Regions from separate parts of the Gossypium hirsutum genome. Here region 1 is linked to region 2. The links are chromatin contacts, called in public Hi-C maps. All regions are on one chromosome and are shown on one strand. The core of a region is the stretch at or near the end of the contact, and the rest is flanking DNA. Distances in the headings are between cores, read along the strand shown.

Region 1 (5,113 bases), core at 1,233-3,732, 120 kb before region 2:
AATGGCCAAGAAAAACGCCAAGTTTGATTTGGCAATATAATACACTATCCTGATAAGCAATTCACCAGAATTCACGCATGCATTTCACCAAATTAATGAAAACCAACACGAAATAAATTCGATGGAATTACCAAACCAATTGGCACGGATAGGAACATTATTATGAAGTCAAAAGCTCGAAAGCAAAACTCTAGAAGCTGTCCATGATAGCGGAATGTTTAAAAGTAGTTGCTTTTATAGAAATTCTTCAGGAAACCAGACGTGCCTTCATCCTTGGTGTCCAAATCCTGTGCAAGCCCTTGACGACCCAGCACATACTGCCCGATAATGTGGTGCCGTTGCTTTGCATGTTCAACGATGTTGTTCAGCTCTTCCATACCCTTAAACAGCAGCAAATCAATTACCTGCAGCCAAACATTTTGCAATGTAAAGAATCTTTCTAGTAATTCCAATACCCATACAACTCATCCATAAACAGAAGATATAAAAACTATACACCAATTTATCAAAATGCCATGGAATTATCATCAGGAACAAGGCAGCTCTGCCAAACAATTACAGGTTACCAACAAGAAGGCAGTAAAAGAGAATGCATAAGGTATTGTAAAGTATTTCTGGGAAATAAATCAAATATCCACCAATGCCGCTCTTCTACATTCAACTTTAATGTCACCATCTCCTATGAGTTAGATGCAGTTCCTAAAGTGTGATGAAAACTATTAACTCTATGTGTTAGGTAGCTAATGAGATATTAACAAATTCATTTTCAGGGTAAAACATCACTCAGAACTGCTGCCCACTAGATTATTGAAACTAAAACATTTATTGAAGACTTCTACTTGAGAAATACAACCAATAGCGTGCATGGAATCCATCAATTCAGTTTTCTTGAAGTATCCATGTCCGATACCATGTTCTAACGCATATCCAAACAAGGGTATAGAATATGACCTTCCAAGGATCCTTAAAATATATGGAGGGAAAAAAACAAACATAATAAAAAGTAGAACTCTTCTAGCATCAAATATGTCATCAGTTTCTCTAGAGAAAACCTGCAATACCAGTTATACACTAGAAGCAGGTTTGATTGATCAATTTCCATAGAAACCACCCCAAAATAAGCTTTAAACCTCATTCTCAATGTGAAAAACAATTTTATTTGCAGCACAAATTATATATGATTAATACAAATGGTTCATTTTGATATGCAAAATAATCCTCATTCACCATCAACAGCCACTGTATCATCTGGCTAGAGTACAAGAATTATTCAAGATGAAAAAACAAGAGGGTTAAACCTTAGCTTTCTCCATGCCATTCAAAGGACTTCAAACTCAAAACAGCTTATCGAAAGATTACATCAATGGACATTCAAAACAAGTTTAAACTGTTCCATTTACGACTTCGTAGCAACATACGGAACAAGCCAGAGTAACTGGCACACAAAGCACTAGAAAGTAAAAAAGACAATACTAGAACAATTGTTCACGAAGCTATTGAAATCCCAGTTTAATCCAAACATTTCATTTCAGAAAAACTCATCAGCATTCTCCAAATTAATCTTCGAAAATATACCATCAATAAAGCTCTTCTTAAATCTCATTTCCAGTCCCCCTCTTGATCAGAGGAGAGCACAATGAAGGCAACTCATGAAATAAATCTGATTCAACAGCATAATTTAGCATTCCCGTTAAATATAAAGACATCGAAATCGAAACTACTTCCCCAAAACAATAAAAAAATAAAAATATCCAACCTTTTCCATCACAATCCTACATCAACTAAGCTTAGATTAAACTCAGATTTCAATAGGATAATCACCATTCCTTGAATAATCTTATTTTTCATTTTTTTAATTTCTCTTAATTCAAATTAGCTATAAATTTTATTTATTTCCAGAAATTAAGTGCAAGCAATACAATATTTTCCTAACCCTAGGAAAGATGCAATTTCCCAAAAGTTTAACAAATCAAAAAATAAATTAAATAAAAAGGATCTAAAACGGAGAGATTGGGGAACGGACCTTAGGGTTAGTAACATGAGAGTTCTTACGGATCTGGGAGGAGATGGAAGAACGGAGCTCGGATTTGGTGACGACGTCGTCTAGGTTATAGATATCCATAATAGTGGGGATTGACCGACAAGCTTGTCTGAAGAAATCGAAGACCCGGCTCTTTGCTTCTTCCAAACTCGCTGAGTTGGGCGGTACTTTCACACTCCTCAATGTGAATGCCATTTTGGGTAATCTGAGTTCAAACTCGACTCGACTCGTTCAGTGACTCTTGAGTCAGGAGGTGAGAGGGATAATGTGGGAGGAAATGAACTTAGTACACCTGTTATCAATGTGAAGACTCCAGAAGCCCAAACGCTGTCGTTTTACTGCAGTAGATCAGCCATAGATAATAGATGGACTGAGTTTTTGAGCCGGGCTTTAGTTAAGATTTTCAGTCTCAACTCTAAACCCGGTTTAAACCCAACTTAAACTCATTCTTTTTATTACATAAATAATCATTTATAAATACATCTAATTTAGTTTAAAATATATTTTGTAAAAACTAAAATATCAGTATAAAAGATTGCATTAGCTCAATATATAATTCAATTCGTTAAATGCCTTTTTTTTTTGGAATAAATATTAATAATGCCAAAAATTGTACTAAGATTTTTAAATTGAAAAAAGTGAAAAAAAATAAATTTAAAATTTTTTTAGTATAAAAACTAAATATCAAGTACAAAATATTTTGAGATAAAATCAATTGTGCAATATTCATAATCAAAGATTTGATATCAATTTTAATGTTTAAATATTAAATTCATATAAATTTGATTAAATATAGTTGATATAAATCAAAGAAATCATATATTCAAATCTCATTAAATTCTGTATAAAAGTCAAATAGATGGATCTTAGAGTAAATAAGTTCTAAAATTTTTATTAAGTCTTAACTTGTCAATACAGAAGAATGTGAGTTCGGATGTGCTAAAGTGCATTATACTCTTATTTATGGATTGGGGAAGGACTAGTCATTGCCTCAAAAAGAGCAGATATAATCGGAACCTATAATGAGATTGTTAAAAAAAACTAAAAGTTTTACAGCAATTTCATTTATGGGTAGTCTTCCTCAGCAAATGTGTTAAATGAATTACTAGTTTTACATTTCCCCACACTCAGCTATAATGCATGGTAATTTCGGCCGGTTGTTTGGTCCTGTAGCCACATTCTCGATCTTCCGAACAACGAGAAGACAATCTCCAAGTACCCTCTGCGCAATCACGGACGAAATAATTCTTCGTCATTTCTATGAATATTATTCGACTTTCAAAAATTGGGGAAATCCAAAATCCGGATGTACTCTGCACTAAAAGGTTAGAGAACATACCCCGAATACAACATGCTTATTATCAAGCCACTCACATTTCGCGCACGTGATAAAAAACTGCAGTCAATAAAGACCAAAATCAATATACGCGATAGTTCATAACAGTAGACAACCATACTGACAGTGCTCGAAGAGTTTGTGACAACAATACTTCCATCAAATCCCAATTCACCTGACTGGAAACTTGCAGACGGATACATGTCTCTAAGCATAGATATGGTACAAATAGAAAATTCTATTATCTCGCCTTTAATATGAGACACTTGATCATTACTCATACTGTGTGCATTAATGGAAATCGGCATTTCTTTTTAAATGCACCAGATAGCAGATGTGTGTGTATGCAAGCAAGAAATAGAAATTGAGTAGGTTACCTGACAACCATTGGTATTTGGACCACTGTTTGCCTGCAACATAAAAGGTAAAACAATATACAACTTTAGCAGAATTTCACTGAAGGTTTCCACATCCTAGTACCTTTACTGGTCAACGGTATATTTCTTTCTCCCTCCATTGTGAGACTTCGTCTCCCAGACTCGGGTGTCAATGTAAGATACAAGTATGTTCAGTTTTTTTAAAAGTTTTTCCAAGTATTTGCATAGTCATGTCCAAATATGTGCCAAACACGGGTATTTCAAGAAAAAACAAAGAGTTGAAGAAACGACTGTGTGAATGTTTCACATATATGTGTGTATGGCTACTCAAACATTATATAAAAAAACAGCATACCATTGATAGAAGCCCAGGACCAGTGTGCTTGGCAATGAAATTTTCATCTTCAAACTTATGGCCATATATGGAAGTACATCCACTACCATCACCCTGCAAGGCAAGATTTTAATGTAACGATTATATAACATTGGAGCAAATTGATCTCAATAGTTTTATGTTATCGACAACTATTTTTAAACAGCTGTTCATCATTTTACACTTAAAAAATCAAAATACTGGTCGAAGCTATTAAAATATCAGTACTTTGGCAACCACCGCCCTCCATTTTAGGGGCAAAAACTATCCTTCATAGGAATATTGGCTCAGACATTTAAGCTAAGGACATTCCATGAAGAACATAAGAACAGCAAGACCAATACTTCAAACATCTACTCGAAATCGATATACTGAAACAAATGAAAAATTCATAGTCTATAAGAAACTCGAAAAGCTGATTGTGGGTACTCAATGACTAACATGACTGAGCAGATTAGCTAAGATTATAAATGCAAAATGAAAGCTCTAATAATAATAATAATAAATTACCAACCTTAAGAAAATCTCCAGCTTGAATCATAAAATCTTTAATAACCCTATGAAATTGGCAACCCTTGTAACCAACAGGCAGCCCTGCTTTCCTGGTATCGATCCAATTAATAAAAATGGGTAAGTATGAATTAATCACGCAGATACAGATAATTAAGTTTTGGTGGGGAAAAAAAACCTGTATTCGCCGGTGCATAGCTGTCTGCAAATGGGGAAAATTTCAAGGTTCAAACAGAAAATTCTAAAAGTATAAAAATTATCGTAGAAAATGAGGGGTGAAGAAGTAGAAATACCTGAAATTTTCGGCAGTTTTAGGAGCAATATCAGCGAAGAGTTCCATTTTGATACGGCCGGCGGGGATGGAACCGATGCTTATATCGAAAAAGACGATTGGATTTTTGGGATTCGGAGGCCTAACGTGCCACTCCACACCTCCACCGCTGCTTCCTCCTCCAGACGCCATGGCCGCCGTGCGC
Region 2 (4,638 bases), core at 140-2,639:
TTGTAATTATTCGAATTCGACATAGTGAATTATCTTCTCCTCTGCCCGTGGTTTTTTTCCCCGAAAGAGTTTCCACGTAAAAATCTGTGTTTTTTATTTTTGTTTCTCTTTTATTTGTGATACGTTGTCATTATCGACATTCTATTTTTCACAGTTTGAAGATTCAACGCCATTTCAATAGAAAAGTTGTAACGGCCACATGATTCATTATTACCCCTCCATTGCCTTTAAAAACTTTCCACATTCTTTTTCGATTTAATATCTTTTCTTCGTTATTCATAAAAAGAAAAAGGCTTAAATTTACATTTCGTTGGATAAACACTGCTTTATTCGGAGTAAATTATTTTCATCACTCAATTATAAAAATTTATAAAATGTCATTCAATTATTTAATTAGATAATATTGGAAGCTTTTAAAATGGCATAATAGCAACTTTAACCTTAGACATTTATACATTGTGTCAATTTAGTCTTGATTCTAAAAAATTTAACTCTCAATATTTACATAATGTGTAGTTTTTTTGTTGTGATCCTTTCATCTAAAAAGCTAAAAAAAATTATCAACTAAATTTAATTGAAAATATACAAAAAAAAACCAAAAAATTCAAGATAATAATTTTCATTTTTTTTTCATTCTTTTAAAATTAACCCTTAATGTCACAAAGAAAAGTAAAATTGTAATAAAAAACCCAAATAACACAATGTATAAATGTTGATGGTTAATTTTTTTTTAAAATCAAAATTAAATTGATATTATTTATAAACATTAAGGGTTAAAGTTATTATTATGTTAATTTTAAAACTGCCACTATGATAAAAAATAATTAAATTGTTGAATGATATTTTGTAATTTTTTTTATCATTGGATTACAAAAATAATTAGTATGTTTGATAAACATTTTCCTTTTTAAAAAGCTACAATTCACCCCGGTAACACAGCAAATTTAAGTGGTGTATTTGAATATGACAAGTCCACTCAGCTCCAACTCTTCGTGGTCGCTTTTGCTTTTGACTGATACATCGAGTTGTCAAAAAATAATTAAATTGTTGAATGATATTTTGTATTTTTTTATCATTGGATTACAAAAATACCAATAATTTCTTTTTAAAAATAAACATTTTTAATATTTAAATATTTATTATTATTGTCAAAAAATACTTTTGAGTTGTTTGATTGAGGCGTTTTATTTTAAAAGAGAAGAGCACATTAATGATTATATTTTAATAATTTGTTATATATAAATTATTAAATTGTTAATTTTTATTAATTATTAATTATTTATATATAAATTATTAAACTACTTGTACAAGCCCAATTTTGGACCCAAAACCCACTAACCCAAAACCCACTAACCCCTAAACAGAAGCCCAAACCCAACTAGCCCCAAGTTTAGGGTTTTAGAATCTGAAACCCTAAACCACTTGCCCCCACCGCCTCTGACTCCCACCGCCTCAGTCACGTCGACAGCGCAAGTGGCCTCTGCTCCACCGCCCATTTTCCTGCAAAGAAAAGACAATGTAATATAAAAAAGGATTTGTAATGGCTATTTAAGGCGGAATCAAAAAAACCATGTAACATTCGGCATTTTGGTGAAATGAAAAACAATATTAGATTCTAAATACAAAGCAAGAACAGATATCAGTAATATCAAAAGGCAAAAAACAATCAAAACAGAGAGTCAAAAATCCAACAGTCGAAAGGTGATTATCATCGTAAAATTTCTTATTATCATCGTAAAATTTCTTTCTTTTTTATTTACCTATATATACATACAGATTATAACTACATTTTAAAATAATAAAAAAACAAAATTTTTACCCCTTTTTTTCGATTTTCGACCACCGTGTACGGTGGCCGGCGCGGCGGCACCTACGGCGGGCGATGATCAATCCTTTGACCGGAGCCCTCGCCGGCATACAGACCTTCTGCAGAGAGAGGAGAGCTCTCTCTTCCCTTTTTTTTTAAGCACCTGATGCAAATGAGGTTTTTTTGGAAATTTTTAGGCTTTTATAGCCTATCAAAACAACACCGTTTTTGTGCCCAGACCAAGACCAAAAACGACGCCGTTTAGCTACCCTGACCCGAGACCCGACTCCGACCCGCTCAGGATCCGCGTGTTTTTGCTCTTAGGGGTTAATTTCGCTCGCGGTCCTTCCGTTTTTTTATGTGTTTTGCAATCAAGTTTTCGTTGCTTTTAAATTGGCCCTAGAATCTATCGCATTTTGTGATTCGATCCTCCCTTCAGTGACGCCGTTTTAAGGACATGGGAAAATTGCTATTTTGGCCCTCTGTAGTCGCACGCGTATTCGAATAGGCCCCCTTTTTATATTTCCTTTCGAATTGGCCCCAAAACTTTTTTTTTGTTTCAGATTTGGTCCCTTTTTTTTAGATTTAATTTGATTTTTTATATTATTTTTACCCTATTTTTATTTGTAGCAGTATTTGTTATTATATTAACTGTTATTATTATATTCATTAACATATTATTATTATTTTTACTATACTATTATTATTATTATATATATACATATCTTTTTATTATTATTGTTTATATACACATATTTTAAAAAGTTATTACTGTTATCATTATCACTTATATGGTTATTACTATTACTATTAATATACGCTTTATTGCATATGTACGTATATACATTTTTTATAGTTGTAGTATTATTTTAATTACTTCATTTTAATATTACTGTTATATTTACCCTTTTTGCATTTTAATTATCACTATTATCATTGTATATTAGTGTATATCTTCATGTACATATATACATATATATTTTTATATATAGTATTGTTTTTCATTACTTTAATTTAATATTTTTTTTATTATTATACTTGCTTTTTTTTTTGTATTTCTATTATTATTATGTAGTAGTATGTATCTTCACTATATACGTATATATTTATATATTATTATAATTAGTTTTTGACATTATTTTGTTAATACATTCGTAAACCATATATACATCCTTTTAATATATAATACTCCATATTATGCACGTGCATATTAATATTATATCATGTGTATCATTTTTTATCATGTTTTAGTGTATATATATTGTAAATATCATATTATTCATATATTCTATTATGTATATCTTTATAACTATTATGAACTTATTTCACATATGTATCCCGAATATATGTCTTTAATGTTATGTATACTTTTATTTCTATTATTACGTATATATTTTAATACCTTACGTATTATTATCGTTATACTACTATTATTATTATTATTATTATTATTATTATTACTTTCGTCATCATTGTCATTTTTATTTTGCCATACTTCATTTATTTTATTTTTATCTGTTTATTTATTTATTTATTTATTCATGTATTCGATCATCTCATTTACCTTATGCTTGTGTTTTATATCCTCATATTACTAGCTTTGCTCGCATCTTGTTATAATTGTTTATATCATTGTCATTAATCCTGTCGTGCTTATTATTGCGTATCAGCGCCATGATTCTGTTTTATGGTTTACAATAAGTAATATGATATTTTTTCATTCGATACCTTAAAATAATTCCTTCATAAAAATAATATTTCATATTTGGTAATTTGAGATAATCGTGCCCTAACTTACTGGGTTTCGACTTTTCTCATTTAACCTAAATAACGGAATATATTCTTTTTAAATCACAATACGAGTCTTTAAAAAATGCTTATTTTCAGAGATACGAAGTGTGGTGTCCTGACTTATCGGGTATAACATTTTGACACCTCGAAATAAGAGCTTTTGCAAATAAAGGCAATGTTCGGTGTTCGAAAATTCGAGGAAACATGCCCTAACTTACTGGGTTTCGATTTACCTCGTTCACCCGGGCTAACCGAATATCCTTCTAAAAAGAAATCAAAATGCATTAATAGGAGGCGAGCTCACTCTTAAAGTTCGAGATGTCATGTCCTAACTTACTGGGCATGATGTTTTATGAGAAAGCCTTTAACCTTCGAGTTTTTTAGAGAGGGACCGTATTTCAAAGTATTTTAAGTTTTCAATTTTCGAAACTAAGACACTAATTAATCAATTAGGTACCAATTTTTGGGCGTATCGAGGGTGCTAATCCTTCCTCGTGCGTAACCGACTCCCGAACTCATTTTCTGATTTTCGTAGACCAAAACTTATCGTTTTAGTAAATCTTAACTTTTATTAAAATGATTAATTTAAGGTGATCCGATCACACCTCATCAAAAAAGATTGGTGGCGACTCCCGTTTTAATTATCATTTTCAAACCAAAGTCGATTCCCGTTTTACCAAAAAATGGTTACGACACTACTAATTTCCTATGATATACAAAAAGGATTAATAATTTTAAGCTGTTAAACTAATTTCTATCAAATTCTTACATAATTTCTCAAGTTAAAGAATGAAACTTTAATTTAAATCACTGATTGAGAATATGCAAGAGCAGAACTTGGAGTCAAATTGTGTGCTTACATTTATTTGTTTAATAAAAAAATAAATTCTTTTTTTATGTTCTAAATTTAAATTTGAATTTGAATTGAATTTTTTTATTATTATTAAAAATGGGGTAAATTATCCTCATAGCCACTTTAAAATTAGGCCGTTCATATTTTGATCATCCAATTTTTTTTTGGTTAATGTGATCACCGTCAT

Evidence for each region. Hi-C and Micro-C count contacts between places; a contact is called where the count stands out from the background.
Region 1: a Hi-C map of leaf shows a contact between it and region 2, with 2.4 times the contacts expected there. The contact joins the promoter of LOC107896380 here to the enhancer-like site in region 2. A contact is called at or near these places in 4 of 34 Hi-C or Micro-C datasets (hypocotyl, leaf and seedling).

The regions. Positions count from the first base shown.
Region 1 is chrA10:106,718,013-106,723,125 of Gossypium_hirsutum_v2.1, reverse strand. It overlaps LOC107896380 (NADH dehydrogenase [ubiquinone] 1 alpha subcomplex subunit 6), which reads right to left and starts at 2,482. Exons shown (of 2, transcript XM_041077964.1): 1 at 2,024-2,482; 2 at 61-404. The coding sequence starts at 2,236. The coding sequence ends at 219. LOC121207611 (peptidyl-prolyl cis-trans isomerase CYP22) reads right to left here. Exons shown (of 8, transcript XM_041077963.1): 2 at 4,931-5,113; 3 at 4,816-4,839; 4 at 4,642-4,729; 5 at 4,110-4,202; 6 at 3,755-3,787; 7 at 3,381-3,437; 8 at 3,049-3,263. The coding sequence starts at 5,100. The coding sequence ends at 3,153.
Region 2 is chrA10:106,597,387-106,602,024 of Gossypium_hirsutum_v2.1, reverse strand. No RefSeq gene overlaps it. Among protein-coding and RNA genes, the nearest start is that of LOC107896377, 19 kb to the right of the region's middle. Within about 2 kb of position 1,389, at least 5 of the 9 cell types and tissues checked have an H3K27ac peak or open chromatin away from gene starts, as enhancers often do. A contact at or near this core is called in hypocotyl and leaf, where this site is marked.